2 separate regions of the Sus scrofa genome follow, and region 1 is linked to region 2. The links are chromatin contacts, called in public HiChIP or PLAC-seq maps. All regions are on one chromosome and are shown on one strand. The core of a region is the stretch at or near the end of the contact, and the rest is flanking DNA. Distances in the headings are between cores, read along the strand shown.

What was found. HiChIP or PLAC-seq counts read pairs in DNA pulled down with a chosen protein or histone mark.
Region 1: an H3K27ac HiChIP or PLAC-seq map of alveolar macrophages shows a contact between it and region 2. The contact joins the promoter of SNRPF here to the promoter of ELK3 in region 2. A contact is called at or near these places in 2 of 47 Hi-C or Micro-C datasets (embryonic fibroblasts and liver) and 1 of 2 datasets of contacts at active chromatin or transcription factors (alveolar macrophages).

Annotation. Positions count from the first base shown.
Region 1 is chr5:87,619,553-87,624,593 of Sscrofa11.1, forward strand. SNRPF (small nuclear ribonucleoprotein polypeptide F) reads right to left here and starts at 3,311. Exons shown (of 4, transcript NM_001190213.1): 1 at 3,185-3,311; 2 at 1,209-1,334. The coding sequence starts at 3,187.
Region 2 is chr5:87,352,491-87,357,190 of Sscrofa11.1, forward strand. ELK3 (ETS domain-containing protein Elk-3) reads right to left here and starts at 2,711. Exons shown (of 5, transcript XM_021092733.1): 1 at 2,618-2,711. It overlaps LOC110260790 (a long non-coding RNA gene), which reads right to left. Exons shown (of 4, transcript XR_002344245.1): 4 at 3,183-3,999.

The DNA.
Region 1 (5,041 bases), core at 2,061-4,560, 270 kb after region 2:
ATGGACTCGAGCATCTGTGGATTTTAGTGTATCAAGCAGGTTCTGGAACTGAGCCCCAAGAGTATCAAGGGACAACTACACACAATGGAATATTATTTCAACCATGAAAAGGAATGAAATTCTGATACATGTTACAAGATGGACAAACCCTGAAAACACCATGCTAAATGAACTAAGCCAGACACACAAAAGGACAAATATTATGGGATTCCATTTATATGAGGTACCTAGAATAACAACAAAAAGAAGAGTGTTCACCGGGGCAGGGAGAATAGGAAGTTATTGTTTAGTGGATACAGAGTTTCACTTCCCAAATGGATAATGGTGATGAATGCACAATATGAATGTAGTTAATGCCACTGAGTTGCACACTTAAAAATGGTTAAAGTGGTAAATTTTATGTTATATATATATTTTACCATTATTAAAAACAAAAAACAAAAAACCTGGCTCAAACATTTACAGAACTAGTTTATCGGATACAGTCAGTTCATCAATTCCTTTGGTCTGTCTTCTCTCTTAAGAACTGCTTCTATCAAATTACTTAGATTTGTACATTTAGCATTTATCAAAAGACACGAATTTCACTGGAAAAGGTTCTCTCGGACCAAGTGCTGGGATGTTTTGCTTTCCCCACAAATCAGTATATTTTTCTTATGACATTGTGAATCAAACGCCTGAGCTCTTCTTACTTTTAACCACCTGGGAATCAAATCTGTGGCTGAATTTTTTTTTTTTTTTTGTCTTTTGTCTTTTTGTTGTTGTTGTTGTTGTTGCTATTTCTTGGGCCGCTCCCGCGGCATATGGAGGTTCCCAGGCTAGGGGTTGAATCGGAGCCACAGCCACCGGCCTACGCCAGAGCCACAGCAACGCGGGATCTGAGCCGCGTCTGCAACCTACACCACAGCTCACGGCAACGCCCGATCCTTAACCCACTGAGCAAGGGCAGGGACCGAACCCGCAACCTCATGGTTTCTAGTCGGGCCCGTTAACCACTGCGCCACGACGGGGAACTCCTGTGGCTGAATTTTTAATATGTCTCATACAAAGTTCATCAAATTATAACATCCTCCTTAGCCTTGATTTGACCCCTTAATTTTGCTTTGTTTGTCAATTAATTATATCCCTGTAAGTCACACCAAACCTTTGAGAAGTCACATGAAGAAAAATAAATACAATCTAATGATCTTCATAACTCTTCCACTTACCTGCATATTCATATAGCCATCTACAGACACCAGGTAGCCTTTGTACTCCATTCCCCACTTAAGTTTCACCATCACTGGCTTCCCTGTTAACCCATTGAGGAAAGGTTTGGGATTGAGAGGCAAACTCTGCAAAACAAAAACAAAAAAAGAACCCAACTGAATAAGTTTCTTTAGCTTGGTTTCTATTACCTACTCTTTTCTGCCAAATTACCAATATGCTGTGGTATCCAAATGAAGCAAACTCTTGACTCCATCTCACGTTATTACATAATTTTCACTTTTATTTGTGGAAGAACTTCAAAGAAATATCCAGCCAGTCAATTTCATCAACCCCATCAAGACTTATTCAATGTTCACTTAAGAAACATTCACTCACTGTTCCAAAAATATAATGAAACCAAGGAAAAGGCAATAGAAAAAAAAGAAAAAAAAAAAAAAAGGCAGATGACAGTCCCTGTCCTTAAGAGACCTACAGTGGGAGGGAAGGGTCAAAACATACACGAGTGGGCAATTACTTTGTAATGTAGTAAGAGGAGAATGCTATTACATGATACCAAACAATCCAGTGTTAAGAGAAATGGAAGAGTTGCCTGAAGTAAGTAAATGCCTGTTTTAAAGGATGACAGATATTTCCAGAGGGAAAGAGGCTATTCTAGGCAGAGGAGGCTACCTATGCAAAAGGAGGGAAGAATGACTCGGCAAGGTGATCTCAGGGACATAAAAGTTAGTTTTGTATGAAGTTACTGAAGAGGCAGGGGCAGATCATAATTGAGTCTCTCACTATGAAAAGGTAGGCCTGGATCTTATTTGACTTAGCAGTGACTCCTACATATAGGCAATCAATCACTTAATGTTTGTTTATTCAGCAAATGCAACAGTATCTCCAACGAATTCAGACTTTTCCCCCTTCCTTCATCTGTTGGCCCATCCACCCAAAGAGAGAAAAGAACCAAGAAACTTGGCTACTAAACCCCTCTAGGATAAGCATACTCAGAGTGATCTCAAATAGTTCTATGGTCTTCACTCTTTTCTTTCTCCAATTTATTAGCCACACGGCAAGTATTTTTTATCACATCATATCTCTACCTAAAATGTTTTGATGGCTTTCCAAAGTAGACCCGGGAGTAGAACTCAGACCTCCTAAAACTGCCTAATACTTGCCCAACACTCCATCCTAGCAAGCAGCTGTGGCTTTCTCTCAATTCCTCCAACTGGTCAGGCTTTCTTTCGAGGCTCAGAGTCTATGCTCATGTTTCCTGAGCTTGGTGTATACACTCTTCCGCCTCTTTAAGGGTGTGTATTTCATATCGTTTAAGTTTCAGGTTAAATCCCTTCTCCCAAAGATGCCATCCTTAAACACTTCTAACGTAGCATGGTACCCCCTCATAGCATCCTGTGTGCTTCCTCCTTAGCACTAACTTTATTTGAAATTATGTATTTGTCGTTATTTGATCAATGTCTCTCTCTCTCTCACACCGACTTAAACTGGAGCAGGGGCCACACCAGTACTTCTCGCCCTATAGTCCTAGTTCCTAGAACACACCTGACAGGTAGCAGGAGCTCAGTAAAAATTTGCTAAGAGAACAAATGAATGCTCAAAGCTCGGGCTCAGTATTCCAAAGGGCTGCAGGGCTTCCCAGCATCACCAGACAAAAGCGGATTTTGGAGTGCTGTAAGCTGTACGTGAAAAACCGCTTCATCTTTACTCCAACTCTGTGGTCCCAGGCAGCAAGAGCAGCTCAGGCTCAGATTCAAACGAAGAAGAGGGGGAAGGGGACATTCCTAGGGAGGGGAAGGAGGGCGTGCGTCAGACACCCAGAACTGGCAGAAAGGGGCTGGCCACAGGCTGCGCGGGGCCTCACGCGGATGAATGGGAAACGCGCGAAGGCCCGGCGAAGCTGGTCACCCGCCCTCCCGCCCTCTCTCTCTCTCTCTCTCCCCCACACGGGCGACTCTGACCTTCTCTTTCTCCTTACCATCGCGACTACTGCTGCTGTAGTGGGCAGATGCTGCAGACTACCCGCCGCCGACTCAGCGCCGTCCGGCCCTCGTGGACTGGAGTTGGCTACAGCAACTTCCCAGCCACCAAGCTTCCAGAGAAATGGCCGCCAAATAGCAGCGTGACCTTTCCCCTCCGACTACGGCTCTTCCGGCTTCTGTGATTGGATGCAAAAAGATGCGTGCTGATTGGCGGAAGTGACTGGGGCCTGTCTCCTGGCAACCAGCAGGCTCGAGTTTCCGAGCGCCTTCCCGGCGGGGGCAGGAAATAGGAAACCTTCAGCAGCATGGGTCTGATACCTGCGGCACTGCAAAGGCAGAGAGGTGGCTCGAGTTGCCTGTTTGCTCGCCTGCCTCGAGGGTTTGCTGTCTGTCCTGCAGAATGGACGTGATTTCTCGCCAACTTGGCTGGTGGAGTTTCCTTTGGCTTTGCACACCTGGGAAAACGAGCTCGGGGCTCTCAAGTTTCTTCTTCATTTTCCCACAGATCCTGAGCCATGGGGACTCCTCTGCCACAGTCCCGTTCTACCTGATGGCTCTCTATTCTGTAGTGCTCATTTCACCCCATCTCAGAGGAAGTGGAAGAAGCAAGACTAGATAGACTTAAGGAGGTGAAACGCACCGGAAGAAAGTCAACTGCAGAATATTTTTCAGATGAGGTCAGACAGAGACTAAAATACGGTGTGGTGGCCTCCCGGTCCACCTGTTTCTTGTGCTTTGCGAGCAGAGGCCCACTACAGTCCTCATACTGGATTTATTTTTTTCAAATATATATATATCTAAAACATTTTGGATATAAATTTATATACATGTAATATATATTATAAATAAATTGCATATAAATTCAGTATAGCTGAATTACAACATTGTGCCAGTTTCTGTTGTACAGCAAAATGACACAATCATACACATATATACATTCTTTTAAAAAAATTTTTTTTTCTTTTTTGTTTTTTGTTTTTGCAGCCCTAAGGAGTTGAATTTGAAATTGAAATTTATGGAGTTCCCGTCGTGGCTCAGTGGTTAACAAATCCGACTAGGAACCATGAGGTTGCGGGTTCTATCCCTGGCCTTGCTCAGCGGGTTAAGGAGGTTAAGGGTCCGGCGTTGCCGTGAGCTGTGGTGTAGGTCACAATCCGGCTGCGATCCTACATTGCTGTGGCTGTGGTGTAGGCCGGTAGCAATAGCTCGGATTAGACCCCTAGCCTGGGAACCTCCATATGCTACGGCAGCGGCCCTTGAAAAGACAAAAAGACAAATAAGAAGAAAGAAGAAAAAATTGAGATTTAAATGTTGCGGTATTGTGGAGTAGTGGCTAAGACTTTAGAGGCAGTCTGAGTTTAGAACGTCTATCACGTGGGAATGGTATTGGGCAGTTTCTTAACTCCCGAAGGCGTTTGCTTCCTCAGTTTCATGTGGCTTTAAAAACAGTTCTATCTGCAAGGCTGTGAGATAGTAATTAATGTGAAAGAGGCTGGAACTATCCTTGGCTATGTAAGGGTTTGGTAGATCTTAATTTTACTTTAATGGTGTCCATCTAAATGATAAAGAACACCAGGAAAGCGCAGTAATTTTGCTCTAGTGTCGTTTATGCCAAACAGTTGAAATTATTTAAGCCAAAATTCAGTGGATTTTCTCCTTAGTCCTTTGGTCATTTAACGAATATTTAGCCTTTGTACAGGCTTTGATTTCTTCCGCTATGCCAGGCTTCTTCACAATTGTTATGGAAATCGTACCACAAAGTCTATGATTTGGTGGTTATAGCTCCATTTTAGAGATAAGGAAATAGGCTCATCAGGTAGCTAACTTGCTCAGCACCACACAGCTGGGTTACA
Region 2 (4,700 bases), core at 1,461-3,960:
GGCTCTCTCTTCCTGCAGCAGCCAGTGGAAAATTCAGGGAACTTTTTCCCCCTGCAGCAGCAGAATCCCTTTAACCCTCTCCCCAGCCAACTCCAAAAACAACTCAGCCTCCCCCAGCCCCCTTCCTCCCTGCTGGGGTGCTGGGGGGAGTTAAAGACCAGCCAGGGGCTTCCAGGAGCAGGAGGGTGGGAGAGGGGCCGGCGGGGAAGGGGCGGGTGACCCCTCGAACACTACAAAGGAAACTGTAAAAGGCACAAATACATAAACCTGAGAAGGAGCAAACCACAGTTTCTTTGTGAGCTCCTCTAGTGAGTCATTTTCAAGATGCTGTCTGCTGCCAGTTTCAAAGCGGAAGCGCATGGCAATTAGTCTTGCCGTTTCCAGACAAGCCAGAAACTCTCCCGACACTGTGTGTGTGTGTGTTTTGTTTTTTTTTTTTTTCTTTTTTCTTCTTCTTCTTCTAAAAAGCCCCTTTTGCAGTTTCTGAAATAACATTTCTTTCTCCCACCCCCACCCGCCGCCTAACGGCAGCTTGTCCTCGGGGTGATTCGGTTCAGAAAACCTAACAAAACCGAGCCCTCTTTTCTTTTTTAACCCTCCAAAACCGTAATTCCTCCCTCAAAAGTTACAGTAGCATTACAGGCCAGCATTCAGTTGCAAGCGAAAACGCCTCGTCCTCAAGTGCCGGGGGCTCCAAAATCATCTCCTGCCCGGTCCTCCTCCAAACCCGTGTCCAGTAATAACGCCACTAGCTTTTAAAGGTCCGGCTGGGCGTGCGCCTGGGGCGGCGACCCGGGCGGGGGGTCACCTGCCGAGCCCGAGGGGACGCTCCCCCCAGCCCCTCGGCTTCGCTCCCCACGCCCTCCGCTTCCCTCTCCACCCCTGTCCTTTCCCTGGATCCGAGCATCGGTGCCCACCGCCACTCTGGGGGGCTCCCCAGCCCCGGCTGAAGGTCGGCGGTGGTCCAGCCACCAGGCACGCAGCCCGCGCCAGTCACCGTTCTTCCCAGGGACCCCGAGTCTCACCGTCCCCCCCAACTCTCCCGCGCGCCCCCTCCTCCCGGCTCGCAGCGCAGCCCAGGGCGGGGTGTGCCAGCGCCTGGTGCCCGCAGCCCCCCGGCCGGCGCGCCAACCCGCCGCAGGAGCATCCCCGCGGCGTCCCCTCTCGGAGGCCGCCCTCCGCCCCAGGCCCGCAGCCCCCCAGCACGGCGCCCACCCGGTCCCACCCCCCCCCCAAGCCGTAGGGAAAAAGCAAGCAAGAAAAAAGACACCCCCCCCCACCCGCCACGAAACTTTGCAACTGTCCAAGCAACAGGCACGAACCCTACTACCTACCCAGATGTGGGGGAGCTTTCAAGATCCTTCTTCGGGGGAATTTCTAGGAGGAACCGGGCGAAAGCCCCCGAATTTCCATGCTGACAGGCGTCTGCAGACGGTCTGTGGCTCTTGTAATGAGATCCTGATTTTCCCCCCCTTTTTTTTTCTTTCTCTCGCTCCTCTTTTTTTTTTTTTTTTTTTTTTTTTCCTCTGGTGTGTGTGAGAGCAGGAAGTTGGAGCAGTCAGGCCGAGCCGGCTCACTTCCTTTACTGCATTATTCCCCAGGCGGTGTGCAGTCTGTGTAAACAGGCTTTTCCGCCCCGCGCCGCGCGCCCCGGCCGCGGCTGTGCGCCGGGGCTGGCCGCCGAGGCCCGCGCATACTCCGCCGCCCGGGGCCCCGCACCGCGCCCGCGCCCCCGCCCGCCGCGCCCCGCTTCCTGCTCGGCCACCCCCGGGGAGGAGCCTCCGGACCCCGTGCGACTCCGAGTGGCCGCGGCCCCTCCCCACCGGGGGGCGGGCAACTCGGCCAGAAACGCAGGGACGCTGCCCCCCGACGCGCCGGGGGGCTGACCTTGGGATAGGGCACCACCGGGGACCCCTCTGCTCCCCCGGAGTCCCCGCGCTGGGCCCCTGAGTGGGGGTCTTGCCCTGCCTGCCTGCCTGGTTGGCCTGGGCGGGGAGGCCCGAAGTGGGGAGGCCGCTAGACGGGCTGTTTTCTGTCCGCGGGGCCGGGAGAGTGGGGGGGCTAGGGCATCGGGAAAGGGGTCTGCTTGCTCTGGGCCGGGCGCCGCTTTGATCGTGGGTGGGGGCGTGATTGCTTAGGATGAGAAGATGTTGCCTGTGCAGCAAAGGAGGCACAGTTTTTGGCCGGGGATGGACAGAGTTCCTGTCTGGGATTTAAAAAAAAAAAAAAAAAAAAAAAAGCCAGCGCTCGGAGTAGGGGGCCCACTTTGGGGAAAAGGATGAGAAGCCATAAACTGGAAGCCACGATTCTCCAGGAAGAGCCCTTTCTGGCCGTTTGCTATGGCCTACTGCAGGCCCAAACTTTCCTGCCTGCTTAGGGGCTCCGGAGGCAAAGGGGCAGCCTCCGCCGGGCTAAGTGACTGAGGCTTCATCATCTCAAAATTGGACTCCACGCCGCGCTATCCGTCAAGGGCAGCCCACCCCCAAGGGCTCCGGGCCAGGCTCCGACCCGAGAGCTTGTCCACTGCCCTGAGGCTTAGAGGAGAGAGAAGGGTGAGGATGGAAGAGGCCCTCGCCCCCAGCCCCCTGCCCCCAGGCTCCCACCCCTGACTGCTCACCTCCTGGACCCCTCCATTTTCCGCTCCTTAGCAGCACAGACCAGCGCTTCTCAAACCTCAGCGCGCCCCAGCATCGCGGGGAGGGCTTGTTAAAACACCAGTTGCCTGGCCGCACCTTTGCGGGCCTGAGGCGGGAGGTCTGGGGTGGTTCTCAGCCCTGGCTAAACTTTAGAATCACCTGGGGAGGGCTTTGAAACCTCTTGATCACCACACACAGCCCAAACCAATTAAGTCAGATCCCTGGGGCAGGGAGGGGGCGTTGGTTTCAAAGGATGGCCTTTCCGAGTCCCTCCACTTGTTTGTTTGTTTCTTATTTTTGCAGCCCTTCTGAGGATGGTTGGCTTGGGACCATCTCACTATGACTAGCTGTGGAGGGTTGGATTTTACTCTCCTTAGGACCCCCAAGTGCCAGTCAGAACCCTGGGCTCAGGGGACCCTCGGGCTCCCAGCATTTGCTTGGGGCCGGTGTGGCTAGTTCACTGAGAGGTGGGACAAGGCCCAGCAGGCCTCTGAGAAGGGTGGGGAGACAGGAAGGGGGGGGGCGGAGGGCAAGGTGGGGAGGACAGAAGAAAGAGATGTTGGGAGGAGGAAAGCCCTTGATTGGCCACAGCTCATTTTCCACTTTAGCGATGATGGTTACAATGTAGCGGGCTTCCCCTGGCACCCAGGAGAGCTCACTGCATGTCCCTGTATGATGCAGCTGTGGACTGGGACAATGTCAACTTATTTTATTATCCTTCTGGAGGAGGAAAAAAAGTCTCCTACGCACAATTAAGAACACCTTGTTGCTTTATCTCAAAAGCACAGGGCAAGGCCAAGCCGAAGTATCCCTTAAACCCGTGGCGTTCATGCATTTTATTGTGTGTCCTCACAACAATACAGTATGTTGTGGAATCCTAATATGTGTGAGAGAGAAAAAGCATACATATTGTCATCAAGCTTTAATTAGTTTGCCGCAATGCCTCTTTGTCCAAGGCACTCCCGAAACACTTCTGGGCGGTTCTGGCATTTCCCAAACCAAAGGAAAACCTCTCGTTTTTCTGGTGTTTTCAGTTGTCCGCGCCACCAACAGCAAGCTCTTCATTGGAATGAGTAACTCAGAGCTGACACTGCTCTTCCTCAAGGCACAGGGAATAACGTACAGGTGCCCGGAGCTTCTGGACTTGGCACGCGCCAGCCACTGCCGTCTTGGCTCAGGCCGCTATGATAAACGCCTTAGACGGGGCGGCTTATACAGCAGCCGTTTCTTTGTCACCGTTCTGGAGTCTGGGAAGTCTAAGATGGAGATGCCAGCCAATTCGGTTTTTGGCGAGGGCCCTCTTCCGGGGCTTACAGATGACGCCTCTTACTGTGTCCCCACCTGGCCTTTCTCGATATGCTCCCTGGGAAGAGAGAGAGAGAGAGAGGAAGCAAGCTCTTTGGTGTCTCTTCTCGTAAAGGGCACTAATCCCATCATGGGAGCTCCACCCTCGTGACCTCAGCTAAACCTAATTACCTCCCAAAGGCCCAGCCTCTTAGTACCATCATATTGGGGGTTAGGGCTTCAGCACGAATTTAGGGGAGACGTTAACATTCAGTGCCTAACAATGGCTATTTGTTTTCCATGTTTTCCTTCTCACTGTCAAAAAGCAGCCAAGGAGGATGGCATTTAGTAGTATAGAATCCACAACCTTTTTTTTTGGCTCTTGTTTTAGGGCCGCACCTGCAGCATATGGAGGTTCCCAGGCTAGGGTCGAATCAGAGCTACAGCTGCCAGCCTAAACACAGTCACAGCAACGCTGGATCCTTAACCCACTGAGCCCGAAGCCAGGGATGGAACCACAGCCTCATGGATACTAGTCAGAGGCATTTCCACTGCACCACAACGGGAACTCCTCTCCAGACTCTTCTTTTTATGCTTTTGTTGTAAAACAGACAGGAGTTAGGATTGTATGGGGTGTGAGTAAAATTTCTTCCAGAACCCTATGGAGCAAGTGACAGGGCCATTCATTGCTGCTGGCCGAGAGAGAATGACACTCTCTCAGCTTTAATAAGAGCATCAGAGATCTGGAGTTCCCGCTATGGCACAGCAGGTTAGAGATTT